Linked DNA regions of Mus musculus: region 1 is linked to region 2. The links are chromatin contacts, called in public ChIA-PET maps. All regions are on one chromosome and are shown on one strand. Each heading gives the region's core, a stretch centred on a gene start, on an enhancer-like site or on the middle of the called end of the contact. The rest is flanking DNA. Distances are from core to core; before and after follow the strand shown.

Region 1 (6,612 bases), core at 643-3,142, 100 kb after region 2:
CATCATCTGTAATAGGAAAAGTAGTTCAAGATAATCTAAACATCACTTAGCGATAAGTGAATCATGAATATTCATAAAGTGAAGCTATAAACTATACACCTTCTAAAAGTCCTTTTAAAAAATCCATTAATAAAACCATCTACCACACGTGGTAAATTAAACAAAGCCAGGTGGAAAACAAGCGTTCTGCTAAAGAAATACACCCATTTTCTTCTCTCAGTAAACAAGCTCACAGGAAGGAGACAGGGAAGCAGAAAAGGGTGCAGCCTGACTGGGAGAGTGCATGCAGGTGTGTGTGGGGTGTGTGTGGGGTGTGGGTGTGTATGTGGGGGGTATAACGACAAAGCAGCTCATTTTTTCATGGCCTTTTAGCCCCTTTAAACATTGCTCATGTGATCACTTCAAAAAGTAGACTTTAAACTTTTTGTAAAAGGCTAACAAACCCTAGGGTGACTCAACAAATTACTCAGCTCTGCTGAAGTTAACAGGACTCTTCTGAGTGAACCAGAGCTTTTGTTTTCCCTTTAACAATGTTACAAACAACCTTTAGAAAAACTTGGAAAATCCAATCTTGGTTCTCCAAACCATCTCCACCCAGTGAGTCAGTTAGTAAAAGGGTGGATCTATGTCAGTCTCTCAACTGGCAAGAGGCCTAAGAAGTTAAGGGTGGGGTTGGGGGTGGGGACCGGTGACAAACTGGGAAGGGAAACAGGAAGTGTGACTTAGGCCAGGCAAGAACAGAAACAGTTTCCCAAAAGCCGCCTCTAGGTTCCGGAAGGGCCATTTAAAGCAATGACTGAGGATAACAGGGAAACAGGGCTTAGTCCTCTGCGTGGGAAGGTAGCCCTCTACTTAACCACGAGGGCTAAAGGGTGGTTTAAGTTTGCGGGAGCAAAATTATTTACTCCACTTGTTTCTAATGATTTCCTGGCCTAAACCGTAGCTCACTACACTTGTACTGTAATTGGGGCAGATTGCTTTATCAGAATGGCTCGCTATCACCTGGCAGCAATTAAGGAATGTAATGGATAACAGTAAAATACCTTTCGTCTTTTCACTTGGTTTAGCCATTCCCCTCTGCATCTTGCTTACCTAGACGGCTGATATGGGTCAAGGACAAGGAAAAAAAAATCTAGATTGTTACTGGAATAGTTTCCAAGAATTTTAAACCGGAGCTTACATATCAGGCTTGTGAATTCTGCCCTAGATGTCATTAAGCACGGCACAAATTCCTCAAGTTCCTCTAAATTTGCTGTGTCACCAAAAAGTCTAGTCACTAGCCAAAGCCAGCTTTCGGAGCTGCTAGTCGGCCTTCTGGCAAGGGGCTTCACCAGGGCCACCATCGGGCCTTAAGTCCGCCACTTGCGGCCCAACTGACCGAAAGCGGGGTACCACTGCTGCCTGGCATCCCACTCTAAGCCTAACAGAGTGATTTACCCACAGACCTTCCCAGTCCTCCAGCACGCAGGGAAAGCATGCCCAACCCACCCCAAACACCCGAAACGCGTCCGAGTCCGCGTCCGCCACCCGGAGGCCCACCTCGTTAGGACACGCGCGGGGCTCTACGACTACGGTTGGAAGACCAGACCAGGGACTGGGAACGAGCTGACTGACCGACGGAAGAACAGCAAGGGGAGGGGGTGCGAGTCCTCACCTGAACGAGAAAGCAGCGTCACACCCTAGCCCGCTTTCCTGCAATATGGAGCCAGAGGGCGTGGCGCATGGGCGGCGCGAGGGTGCTAGCTGCTTGGACCGCCCCCAAGCTCGGGCGGGACGCTGCGCCCCTCAGGTGGCTCAGCTAGTTTTAACACGTGTCTATATCTCAGCGAGGTAAATCTACTCCAGGTGGTGCTACTGTAGAAAGGAACTGCAGCTTTGGGTGGAGCCGCGCAAGTGGGCGGAGCAGAGGGACTCAAAGATAGAGAGCTCCAGGCCTCCGGGGATCCTGAGAACCTAGGTTTGTTTCATGTGACTATAGGGAATTGTGAGTAGACAGAACTGGAGTTGAATTAAACAAAACTAAGCAGGGTTCAAAGTTCTACTGGTCCATTAGTGTTAAACTCACCATATATAGAACTAAGTATTTGAGGCACTTACATGGAAAGAAAACATACACAGAGACATAGTGAAGTGATGAATGGAGGTTACAGGTCAACCAAATGTTCACCTCTTTTTTTTTTTTTTTTTTTTTTTTTTTTTTTTTTTTTTAAGGTTGGTCTTACTGGGACTGATGGGCAGTAAGGCAAGAATGGCTGATCAGTGAGCTCCTGGGATTCACGTATGCATTTTCAGTGATAGAATTACAGGCTGGCATTTGCACCTGACTGAGCCAGCTCTCCACCATGGCTTTCACTTTCACGACAAAATTGTATTTGGGTATGTAAGCCTGAGCATGACTTGTAGGGATTGTTTCCCTTCCTCTACCATGTGATTTTCAGGGATGGAATTCAGGTCATAAGGCTCCACGGTAAACACTTGGGTAAGGCATGGAGACAAATGCCTTCACACCTCAGCACACGCCAATTCCACTATACTACAGTTTTTAAAAAAGTTTATTTGTATAAGATATATTTCTGAGTGTGGGCACATGTGGAGGTCAGAGGACAACTTGGAAGAGGAGACAGTGCTCCCTTTCCACCATGTAGGTTGAGAGAATGCCACTGTGTTTTCCAGGCTTGGCTGCAAGGCCCATTTACCACTGGGCCATCTCACAGGCCCAAGGCACTTTCACTTGATATTTGAAACATAAAATTTAAAATAAGGTAAGCCAGGCAGTGGTGGCGCACACCTTTAATCCCAGCACTTAGGAGGCTGAGGCAGTTGAATTTCTGAATTCGAGGCCAGGCTGGTCTACAGAGTGAGTTCCAGGACAGTCAGGGCTACACAGAGAAATCCTGTCTCAAAAAGCCAAAAAGCCAAAAAAAAAAAAAAAAAAAAAAAAAAAAAATTGAAAGAAGGTAGTTTTTTGTTTTCATTGTTACATCCCAGAAGTAAAAGGTATCCTGGAATCCTCTGGTATTCCTGGAGCCAAGGAATAGCAGAGTCACACCACACATCAAACCTTACAGAATAGACTTGGCAAAGAAGCAGTGAAGAAGTGAGCAGAAAGCAGGCTTTCTATCCGGTGTCTTGGCGGGGAGGTGCAGACCTTTCCAGGGTGGCCAGATCATGAGCTTCTTTTTCTGTAGGGCGGGGCCTGGCCACTCCCACTCTTCTGTTCGAGTAGCCTGTGGGGTGGAGCCTGGCAGCTGGAGGTCTCTAGGTGCTTCATACAAGGGGAGTCTCTGCACATGGCTGCCCAAGTTGGTGTGAAAGCCAACATTTGTGCTACTCGTGTAATATCTAAGAAAACATTGTACAAATTCATGAAGATTTATATATTCTAAGCATTGAAGTTCTTTAGATCTCTGATCCATTTTAAAGTGTTTGAGGCTGGGTCTTCATATAGCTCAAGCTGACCTCAAAACTTGCTGTGCGACCACAGATGAGCTTGAACTGATCCTTCTTCCTCTACCTCCTGAGTGCTGTCGATTTTGTTGACTTTAGCCTTGCTGTGTAGCCAGGACAGCCTCCCAGTTCCTGAGCCTCCTGCCATACCGGCATTTGTACTGGAATTAGAGGCATGTCCCACAACACAGTTTAAACTCACTTTATATGATATGAACTGGAGCTTCAACTTTACTCTTTTGCATGTGGCTATCCAATTGTTCTAGCAAGGTTTGTTGAAAGGTCTATTATTCAGTCTGTTCTACAGAATGAGTTCCAGGACAGCTACACAGAGAAATCCTTTCTCAAAAACAATCAAAAGGAAGGAAGGAAAAAACGTTTATCCCTTTGATCCTTGTCAAAAATCAGATGACTCATAAACAGTAAGGATTTTTTTTTCAACTTTTGCAATGGTCTAAATGTATGTATCTCCTTCAAAATTGATGTTTCTAAGTCTTCGTCTCCAAGATTATGGTATCAGGAAGTAAGGCTGTTGGGAGATGACTAAGCCAAGAGAGCACTACCCTAATGTATGGGCTTATTGCCCTGATTAAAAGTATGACTGGGGGGCTGGTGAGATGGCTCAGTGGGTAAGAGCACCAGACTGCTCTTCCAAAGGTCTGGAGTTCAAATCCCAGCAACCACATGGTGGCTCGCAACCATCCTAACGAGATCTGATTCCCTCTTCTGGAGTGTCTGAAGACAGCTACAGTGTACTTACATATAAATAAATAAATCTTAAAAAAAAAAAAAGTATGACTGGCTACCCTTTTACCGGATGAGGAAAAAAAAAAAGGTTCCGCCTTCTATAAACCAGGAAATGGGTCTTTACCAGATAACAAACCTTCCAATGTCTTGGTTTGTGAAATCCAAGTGTCTGTAACTTAGAGAAGTAAATGTCTTTTCTTTGATCTTTTTTCCTTTTTTACACAGGTTTCACACCTGTAACTCCTGTGTGAAGCTGAGGCACCTGAGCAACTTAATAACACCCTGTCTCAAATAAACGATAAAAAAATAACAAATTACAAAAGAGAGCTGGGAATGTAGCTCAACAGTAAAGCACTTGCCTAGCATGTACAAGGCTCTGGATTCCAGTGGGGGGGGGGGGATCAGAAATGAGTCTGGTAATGTTAACTTCCATTGGTTTAAACATCTTTATTTGAACTGTGAATAAGGTTTAGCATACCACAGGGTTCAAAGCTGGCAAAAATCTGACATCAACAGGGTAAGTTGATTAAGCTTTCATTTTCCAGGCATTCAGTAAAGACTTGGTTCAATTACTGAAAAATCATCTGGTTTTGTTTTTTTTTTTTTTCCTTCTCGTTGCTTCTTATCTAATTGGCAGGGGAACTTCCAAGAAACATGATGTAGTAGGCACTGCTGTATACTGGTTGCTTGTTGGGATTAGAATAGACTTGTTCTGGTTTGAGGGATGCGAAAGGATTAGCTCCACAAGCAATGATGTGTGTATCCAAGTTCACCAGAATCTGCAAAGAGGCTTCCAGTTCCTGTTGGCTATGGAAGAGAAAAGGAAAATCCCTCGACTTAGTGTGAGAACAGAAATTGCCAAGTGCAAGGCAATTCATGATCAATCCCCCAAATTATCTAAAGCTGTACTAAGCAAGGACTATTATTTTCCTCCCAAATGTCTCACCAAATCCCTGATTAGCAAAGGACTATTCCCAGATTTTTTTTTAAACAACTACGTGCAGGAAGGAAGAACATCTTCCTAAGACAAACAGGTATGGGGAATCAAAATGAGTGCATCTGTATATAGGAAAAAGTGAGTCCAAAAAGGATCAGAAACAGAAATAAGTAAAAACCTGTAAACAGTAATCAATGTTGGAATCTCATAGTCACGAAGTAGCAGCAGGGTGGGTAACCAAGCTTCCATCAAGCCTGGGGAGGCATGGAAACCTGAAGAACAAGAATGGAAATGGGAAGAGAGGGAAGAAAAGCTGAGCACAGCCTAAGAGCAGGACATTTCTTTGATGTTATCTGCTCAACCCTCACATTGATCATCCCCAGTTCTCACCATCAGGAACTTCAGTAAAAAATTCTGACCCAAGGTAACATGCATGGGCAGTGACCAACCAAGCTCATCACTAGTCTGTATTTAATGACGACCAACATGTCTTAGAAAATGCCGCCCTAAGACCCAGCTTTGGGCATTTCTTAACTAATGATTGTGGTGGTTTGAATAGGTTTGGCCCCAATAGAATCATGTGTATGGGTGCTTGGCCTATAGGGAGTGGCATTATTAGAAAGTGTGGCCTGTTGGAGGAGGTGGGTCACTGCAGGGGCAGGTTTTGAGGTCTTATATGCTCAAGCTATGACGAGACATGTCTTATGACACACAACACAGTCCCCTTTATGCTGCCTGCTAATAACCAAGATGTAGAACTCTCAGCACCTTCTCCAGCACCATGTCTTCCTGGACACTGTCATGTATCCCACCATGATACATGACACTGTAAGCCAGCCCCAATTAAACATTTCCCTTTATAAGAACTGCCTTGGTCATGGTGTCCCTTCACAGCAATAAAACCCCAACTAAGAAAGTGATTGATGGGGGAGGGCCCAATCCATTTTAGGCGGTGCCATTCCTGGACTGGATGCTATAATAACGCAGACTGAGCAACCCATGAGAAGCAATCCAGTAAGAACAACCCAACCATGGTCTCTGCATCAGCTCCCACCTCCAGGTTCCTGCCCTGTTTGAGTTCCTACCCTGACTTCCTTCAGTGATGGACTACAATGTGGAAGTGTGAACTGAATAAATCCTTTCCTCCCCAATTGTCTTTTGATTTTGATGTTTCATCACAGTGATAGAAATCCTAACTAGGACATAAGTGCAGGATGGAAAATTATCAGCTCCTCAGCATTCCTCTGGATGAACAGTTCTTACCTGGATGGAATGCAGCCACCAAATCTGGATGGGCCAGAATCCCAGTCTCTATTTGCTCCTCCCAGAAGTCATGATACAGGGCCCTGTGGCCACTAAGCTGAATTGTTCCAGGCTCCAAGGATAAAGATGAAGAACTCTGTAAAAGGTCAGTAGCCACATCCACACCCACCATGATCACATGAAAGCCAAGGTGTTCAGGAAACATGTAGCCAAGCTCA
Region 2 (7,323 bases), core at 3,660-6,159:
GGGACCTGAAGTCAGGATTAATGATCTCAAGGTTCTAGAGTTAGACTGCTGCATACAGCATTTTAAGAGTCCCATGGTATTGCCGCTTATGGCCACCACATTGGGCAGCACTGATGTAAAACGTTCCAAAGGTTGTCATAGATCTCAGCTTACCCTCTGCTTGGTACCACCAGCCATTGTCAGCACGGAACCACTTTAAACTGCACTCTGAGCTTGCGGGTTATAACTACACGGGTGTATGCAGGTGAGCTGCAGATCTAAGGGAAGCCTTTCTTGAGACTACTTAGCTGTCAGGGAGATTTTTCTCTCAGAACTTTACATCAGAAGATGCCTATGGATAATAGATCCTGTTCCTTTGCTCAGATGATGAGAGTAACGTTGAAATTACCAGACTGGATTCAGGAAGTCCCTATGTGCTGAACGAACAGCATCCTTTGGTCTTACCTCGAGTGCCGCAGTCTAAAGTGCCGTCTATCACCTCAAGTCCGGTAAGCCCCAGAGCGGATTGTGAGAATCCAGCACTGTTCTTGCCACAGGAAGCTTGCTTGGGTGTTTGCCTTGGTTGCCTTATTTCTAGCCAGAAATTTCATAACAACATACTTATTTGAGAGAGGGTTTCATTGTGTAGCCCATCCTTGAACTCACAATCCCCCTGCCTCAGCTTCTCAAGTGCTGGGATTAGAAGTGGTTACTGCTAGTTTTTGAGAGAAAGAAGGAAAAAATATTTAAGACAAAAGAGGTGACATTAGAACAACTGGAATTTAGGTTATTAAATAGGCCATGGGGAGACATGCACCTTGAACTTCTGGCTACTGTCAGATGGCTGGTACAGGAAGATTACCTGAGCCATCGCTTCAAGCCAGCCTGTGCAACACAGAGAGACACTGTCATAAAAATTTAAAAATACAAAAGCAAAAAAGCCCAACCAACCAACCAAAAAGAGAGAGAGAGAGAGAGAGAGAGAGAGAGAGAGAGAAAGAGAGAGAAAGAGAAAGAAAACTCAGAAAGAACAGTGACTGGAACCAGTGCTCCAGGCTAGTTAAAAGTAAGTAAGAGTTCAGGACATGCGCAGATAAAAAAGACCATTACTTTGCACTTATTTTTTTTTTTTTTTTTTTGGTTTTGCGAGACAGGGTTTCTCTGTGTAGCCCTGGCTGTCCTGGAACTCACTTTGTAGACCAGGCTAGCCTCGAACTCAGAAATCCGCCTGCCTCTGGCACTTATTTTTTCTATTGTTCCAAATTTTGCTTGTGATTTACTATTCAGGTTTTCTTTTCCCTTGTAAGCAATAATAATGTTCCTCTCTCCCCTGAGAGTGACCATTAAGTGCTCTCATCTGAATTGATGAGCTTTCACTTAGAAATACAGAACAACAAAGAACCCTGTTCTCTTGACAGTGCCCTCTGGGGGCTACTGGCCAACTCTTCTAAAAGTTAAGGCACAAGGCGGGGGATGGATAAATAACCTAACTGGAAACACTAACTTTGCAAACTTAGCAAATCGAGCAGGTATCTTCACCAACCACTGTCTGCTTTTGACATAGATGAGTTTCTGTCAAGCAAGCGGTCATCAGCCAAACGTGAGTGGCCTCTTGATTCATGGGATGCCTCTACAGCCAAGGAATCTCTCCCTGATGGACAAGCTCCTGTAAGAAGCTCAAGTTGGAACACATTCAGAGCTTAAGTAGAATGCTGAGGAAAAGGGAAAGCAGCTCGGTTATCTCTGCGCCGCCAAGTGCCAGACACATCCAGGGAGAACACATTTAAGGGGCAAGGTCTCTCTGCCTGAGAACTGGTAACTGGGTACCCGACCTGTCCTCATACAGCCTCGTGTGGCTAAGAGTCACGTGAGAGCTGCCCGGATGGAGTGCTGTGTAGTCCCAAAGGAGAAGACTCTCTGATGAGTCTGTGTCTAGGGATTCAGATGATCAAGAGTTGGAGATGGGAATTATTAAATACTTAGGAAGAAGCAGACCGTTTTGGTTTAGAAGTGTAAGATGTCAGAACTTAAGTGCTTGGTGGCCAGAGGGATCGCTTAGTGACTATAGGTGCCCACTACCAAGCCTGACAACCTGAGTTTGGTTCTGGGGACCTACATGATGGAAGGAAACTGGCTTTCAAAGAAGTATTCTCCGACCACACACACACACTGACATGTGCATGCCCACACACAGAAAAGGAATTTTTTGTGGGGGCGGGGGAGAGACTGTTTCTCTATGTAGCTTTGGCTGTCCTGGAACTCACTCTATAGACTAGGATGGCCTCTACTCAGATCCACCTGTTTCTGCCTCCTGAGTTGTAGAATTAAAGGCATACACCAACACATCTGGCTCACAAAAAAGTAATTTTTTTAGAACTTCAATGCTTCCAATCAAAGATCATCGACAATATTGTTAGATTATTATTTATGAATAAATGTGATCAGCTGTGAATGTCACATTGGTACTTGTCCATGTGTTGTACATGACCACTGTAATTGGGCATCATAATTTACGCTGTGTTCACTAGGTTACCTCTGGGTTGGGTTTACTATGCAGAAAGGCACTATATGTATTTTGCATAGGTCATTTTTGAGGACATATAGTCATATTTCTCTTGAGTCAATACCTAGAAGCAAGAAGATGCCAAACAGGTGTGTGCTTAATATTTGAGAAACTGCCAAAGTACCCAACAGTCTCACCAGCAAAGCTAGCTTCATCTGGGGACCATGCATTAGGGGCTGAGGCAGACTCCAGTCAGAAGGAACGGAGAGTAAGGAACACACCAGAACTCAGGCAAGAGCTGTGGGGTCTGCAGTCAGCACTAGTGCAGGATCACAGCGGAGCTCGTGATCTCTCTCAAGCATTCCATCCCCACCATTCAAAGGAGGACGAAGGACGGGGAATAGCAGATAATGTAGCAACAGGAATCAAAGTAAAAACATGAATTCCAAGCTCAGGACATTTGTTTTATGGGAAATATGAGTTTCTTTTGGGTTCTGTTTTGAGTAATGGGCCACCTAGAGAGAATGTGGAAGAGACCAGATTCGGCGACTGACTTAAAGGTCACCTAGCAAGAGATGGCAGTTGAACCCACAGACAGAAGAGGAGGCGACAGAGTGGGACATTGATGGAGAGCAGCTACTTCCTGCAGGGATCCACTGCTCTGCTCCTATTGGGCAGCATGTGGCTGGGACCTTTTGATTGTTCCCAGCTTCAAGGCTCCAGACTAAACTGTAATTAGGTTCCAATGAGCCAGCAGTTTAGACGTTTCTCTTATCTGTGTGTTTAAATGGTTTGTTTCCACCATGTGTGCAGTGTCCACAGAACTCAGAGGAGGGTTTTGGATCCCCGCCAACTTAACTCACTATCCTCAATATGAGAATGAGAGCTACAGTGACGCCTCAGTATCTAACCCTGAAGATACTTTGTCAGCTCAGAAAGTGCTTCCCATCCTGTAGGCCCCTGAGTCAGAAGCACTGAGTCAGCCTTGCCTTTCCTAGAACTGAACAAGTGACTGTGCAAGTGGGTCATGGGCGCTTTCCCAAATCTCCATCCTAGGAAGCTAGAGTTAAAACAGGTCATTGTCATGGACAGACACACTACAATCCATGCACTTGACAGGCCAGCAGAAGGATCTCAAATTCCAGCCTGGCCTAGGCTGTGTAACAAGCCCCCACATCTTAAAAACAGCCTCTCACTCTGAATCTTAGGTAAGCTTCTGGAAGCCAGTTTGCCCTTTTCTTCCCTGAATGTCTCAGGCTCTTTACCCTGAGCCCTGTCTTCTTCTACATAGTGATTTTCATTGTGGGTTTCTGATTTTGCCACTAGAGATCTTGATGACAAGCTACTTACGAGGCCTGGGTCCAGTTCCGTCCTTTCAAACCGAAATTGGCCAAACCGTGCCATGGAGCTTAGTACATCATCTTTGTCATATACAACGCAGTCTGCCAGGAGGCGCAATCCCCCACCACGTACCCTTCATCCGATCAGCACAAGCCACTCACGCGCTGGAACACCATGGCCTGTAGAAGAAATCCTCAGAGGACCCCGGGTGTAGGTTTCAAATGCAGACTCTGGGAACCTGGTAAAGCTAGTGTCAGTAATTGTGAGAATCGTCATAGAACAGGCTTCAGTAGAAGACTAGACTGAGGCTGTGCCCAAAACTAAGACCACGCAGTCATACAGTGTGCTGTCTGCAGGTTTAGTCCAACTCAGAGTTTTACTTAAGTTTTGGTGAAATACAAAACTGGATGAGATTATTCTGTTGATACAGCTGAAGAGTTATATTTGTGAAATTTAAGAGAGAAAGGGAAAAATCCCTCTTTGCTGCCCCTATTCTGAAAATCTGGGTGGCTTCAAGCCTCCTGAGCACACTGACTTTACTAAGTTTCTCATCACTTTGTGTTGTTACAACTTTACTTTTGCATATCGGTTTTGCTGCTGGGATCTTCAGTCCAGTGACAGCAGACACACTGTCTTCTCCCTCTCCAATGACCTTGGGTCGGAACAATCTGCTGCCACCTATTGGAACAGTTGAAGTAGAACACCTGAGCGCCATGGGGCCACAGCGGCCAACAGTAAGCCTTTCACCCCGCCTTCCCGGGCTTACTCTGAGCTCTCACCAGCAGTAGTTCTGTAGGACTTACCTTGAACCACACTCTCCTCTGACAAAAACAAACCGGGTTCTAGGCCATGGCAGCGAAGTTGGAGCTGCTTAGGAGTGGGTACCACAGCAGCTGATGTTGGGCCAGGGTTACTATGGAACAGGTGCAGCTCCCAGGACACAGCTGTTTCTGTGACTTTCGTCTCCTCTGCAGAAATCCCATGGTGACTCCAGCCGAGCCCGAAGTGCAGTGGTAGACGAGCCTAACCAGCAGCCCCAAGAGAGGCTCCTTTTGCCTGTCTTCTCTAGACCCAACACAACTCAGTCGTTTCTGGTAAAGTGCTTCCTGTTTATCTGGTTTGGAGGGGTTGACACAGTGTCTCAGACAGCCCATGCTGCTCTTGAACTCCTAATCCTGCCTCAAGCTCCTATTTGTCTTTGATAATTTGGGAAAGAAGGGGGGGGGTATGTTTGGCAAACTTAGGACTTATCTAGTGGCTTGATTAACTCAAATAGTTGGATGTTCTAATGATAAAATACCATTCTAGGTATATCTTCCTAAAATTCTAAGTGGTGCCCTGCCTCATTCTTTTGGTGGTAAAATGCCCTACTTATAAAATAAAAATCTCAGCAGCATACTCTGAACATAAGCACACTACAAGCACCACTGCCCCCTGCTCTACCTGCCTGTGCTGTCCTCCCTGCTCCTGTACACTTTACACAGTAAAGTGGGGTCAGGTGGAGGACTCGGAGTGTGAGCTGAGTTGACCCTCTTTCTGATGGCTGTGTTAAATGCTGACGCTTGCCTTCTCAATTGTCGTGCACTTACAAGCCCTTTTACTTTTAAGGAAGTACTTGAAAAATTCCTGAGGACTGGGGCCATGTGACCTTGCACACCTGTAGGTCAGTACGTGGTTCCTACCTCATCTGCTTTGTGGCAAGAGGGCTTGCCAAGCACAGGGAAATGATTGAGCTCACACCGAGTGCTTAGCCAGGGATTCTGTGTCCTGCTCCAGTTTGCAGAATGGCAACATCTGTAGCTCATGTACCCAACCTGACCCTTGGACCATCTACTAACAGTGGTGGGAGCTTGTATTTCTATGTTTTACAGGGTTCCCACAACAAATGACCACAACGTGGGCAGCCAAAACAACAGAAATGTATCACTCTTACAGTAACAGAAACTGGGAGCTCTCTGTAAGCTTTAGCGAACCTTTCTTGCCTCTCTAAAGCTTCTGTGGTTGCCTGCAATGCTTGGGCAGCCTAGCCTAATAGATAAACCCCAGATCTCAGTGAGAAACCCTGTTGCCAAAACAAGGTGGGCAGCTCCTGAGAACCACACCAAAGGTGGGACCCTGCCATGTGCACTCGTGTGGGCACACACTCACACTGCTCATAGGCACAAAGAGGAAGTAATTTTAAAAACAGTTGGGGTTAGAGAGCTAGCTCAGTGGTTAAGACATTTGGGGTTAGAGCTAGCTAAATGGTTAAAAAATTGTGTTTTCGATTCTCAGCACCCACATGGCAGCTCACAATGTAACTTCCTGGTGATACATGCAGTCAACATGTTTATTACAATAAAATAAAAATGAAAAGATAGCAGCCATTGAATTTATAGTCCACTCTAAAACAGTAGTTCACCTTGATTACTCATGCGAAGAAATGGGTTTCCAAAAATAGTCACATTCACAAGTTCCAAGATGATGTGAGTTTTGAAGGGCACTATTCAACTCAGAATTTCCTGACGCTTGAGTTAGGCGGAAAGGCACAGAAAAAGCCAAAAGAGAAACGAAGCCCTGGCCCATAGGTTCACTGTAAATCCTGGAAGCCTAAGAGCATCTGAACGGTCTCATAATTAGAGTCAGAACATTTGTTAAGCCGTGTTTATGTTCTATATGTTCTTTCCTTTCAAAATTTAATTTTAGTTGCCTTAGGAATAAAACTGAACATATGAAAACACTTCAAAGTCTCTTTAAAAAATAAGTTTATTATAACAGTAAAAATTGCCTGCCTTAGCATCATTTTCCCCATGTCCTACCATAAAGATTAAGTAGCAGCTCGATATAACTGAAAGTATGCGTGCTGAGCCTTAGGCCTGGAGCTGTTGGCTATAACCTTGTTCCTTGGTGCTTTTGTCTAGGCTCGGAGTCAGTAAACCTCAGCCCATGAGCCCTGGAAGGGCTACTGCCTGGTTTTGAAAATAAAGCTTTATTGAAGAAAAGTCACCAAGCTTCTACTTTTTACTTTTTCGACAGCCATGTTAAGCCGCTCCAATCACTACCATGTGGTCCCTAAAGCAATCTGCTAATCTCTCATCTTTCTGTTGTTTTGGCTGCCCACGTTGTGGTCATTTGTTATGGGAGCCCTGTGAAACAGACAACTACAAGCTCCCACCACTGTTAGTAGATAGTTCAAGGGTCAGGTTGGGTACATGAGCTACAGATGCTGCCATTCTGAAAACTGCTGCAGAAGATGGACTCTCTAGGTACTTTCCCCTCACAACAGTGTTGATTCTATTTAAATGGCACCCTGTAACCTCCGATGGCATTATCTTGACCAGCTATGGTGTTGCAAACCTGCAATCCCAACACAGTGGAGTCAAAATAAAATATCTTTTTCTATCTGATTGCAACATTACACCATATGGATTTGTAAATGCTAACGTTTTCTTAAAGACGAAGTAATACAGTTGTAGTACATGAAGTTCCTACAAGTTAGCAAATTGCTTTGTGACCATCTA

Evidence for each region. ChIA-PET counts read pairs in DNA pulled down with a chosen protein or histone mark.
Region 1: an RNA polymerase II ChIA-PET map of memory CD8 T cells shows a contact between it and region 2, with 535 read pairs. The contact joins the promoter of Anxa7 here to the enhancer-like site in region 2. A contact is called at or near these places in 7 of 39 promoter capture datasets (the 3T3-L1 cell line, cranial neural crest, fetal liver and 3 more), 10 of 484 Hi-C or Micro-C datasets (CD8 T cells, LSK cells, Th1 cells and 6 more), 12 of 115 datasets of contacts at active chromatin or transcription factors (CD8 T cells, the SCID.adh cell line, astrocytes and 8 more) and 5 of 9 other capture datasets (adipose tissue, bone marrow-derived macrophages, liver and 2 more).

What each region holds. Positions count from the first base shown.
Region 1 is chr14:20,478,241-20,484,852 of GRCm38.p6, forward strand. It overlaps Anxa7 (annexin A7), which reads right to left and starts at 1,893. Exons shown (of 13, transcript NM_001110794.1): 1 at 1,655-1,893. Mss51 (MSS51 mitochondrial translational activator) reads right to left here. Exons shown (of 7, transcript NM_029104.1): 5 at 6,395-6,612; 6 at 5,310-5,403; 7 at 4,624-5,001. The coding sequence ends at 4,821.
Region 2 is chr14:20,373,967-20,381,289 of GRCm38.p6, forward strand. Fam149b (family with sequence similarity 149, member B) reads left to right here. Exons shown (of 14, transcript NM_001024512.2): 8 at 364-488; 9 at 1,544-1,647; 10 at 3,809-4,033; 11 at 4,434-4,557; 12 at 4,798-4,917. Among named protein-coding and RNA genes, the nearest start is that of Gm30054, 8.3 kb to the left of the region's middle. Within about 2 kb of position 4,910, at least 108 of the 459 cell types and tissues checked have an H3K27ac peak or open chromatin away from gene starts, as enhancers often do. A contact at or near this core is called in CD8 T cells, Th1 cells, double positive thymocytes and 5 more, where this site is marked.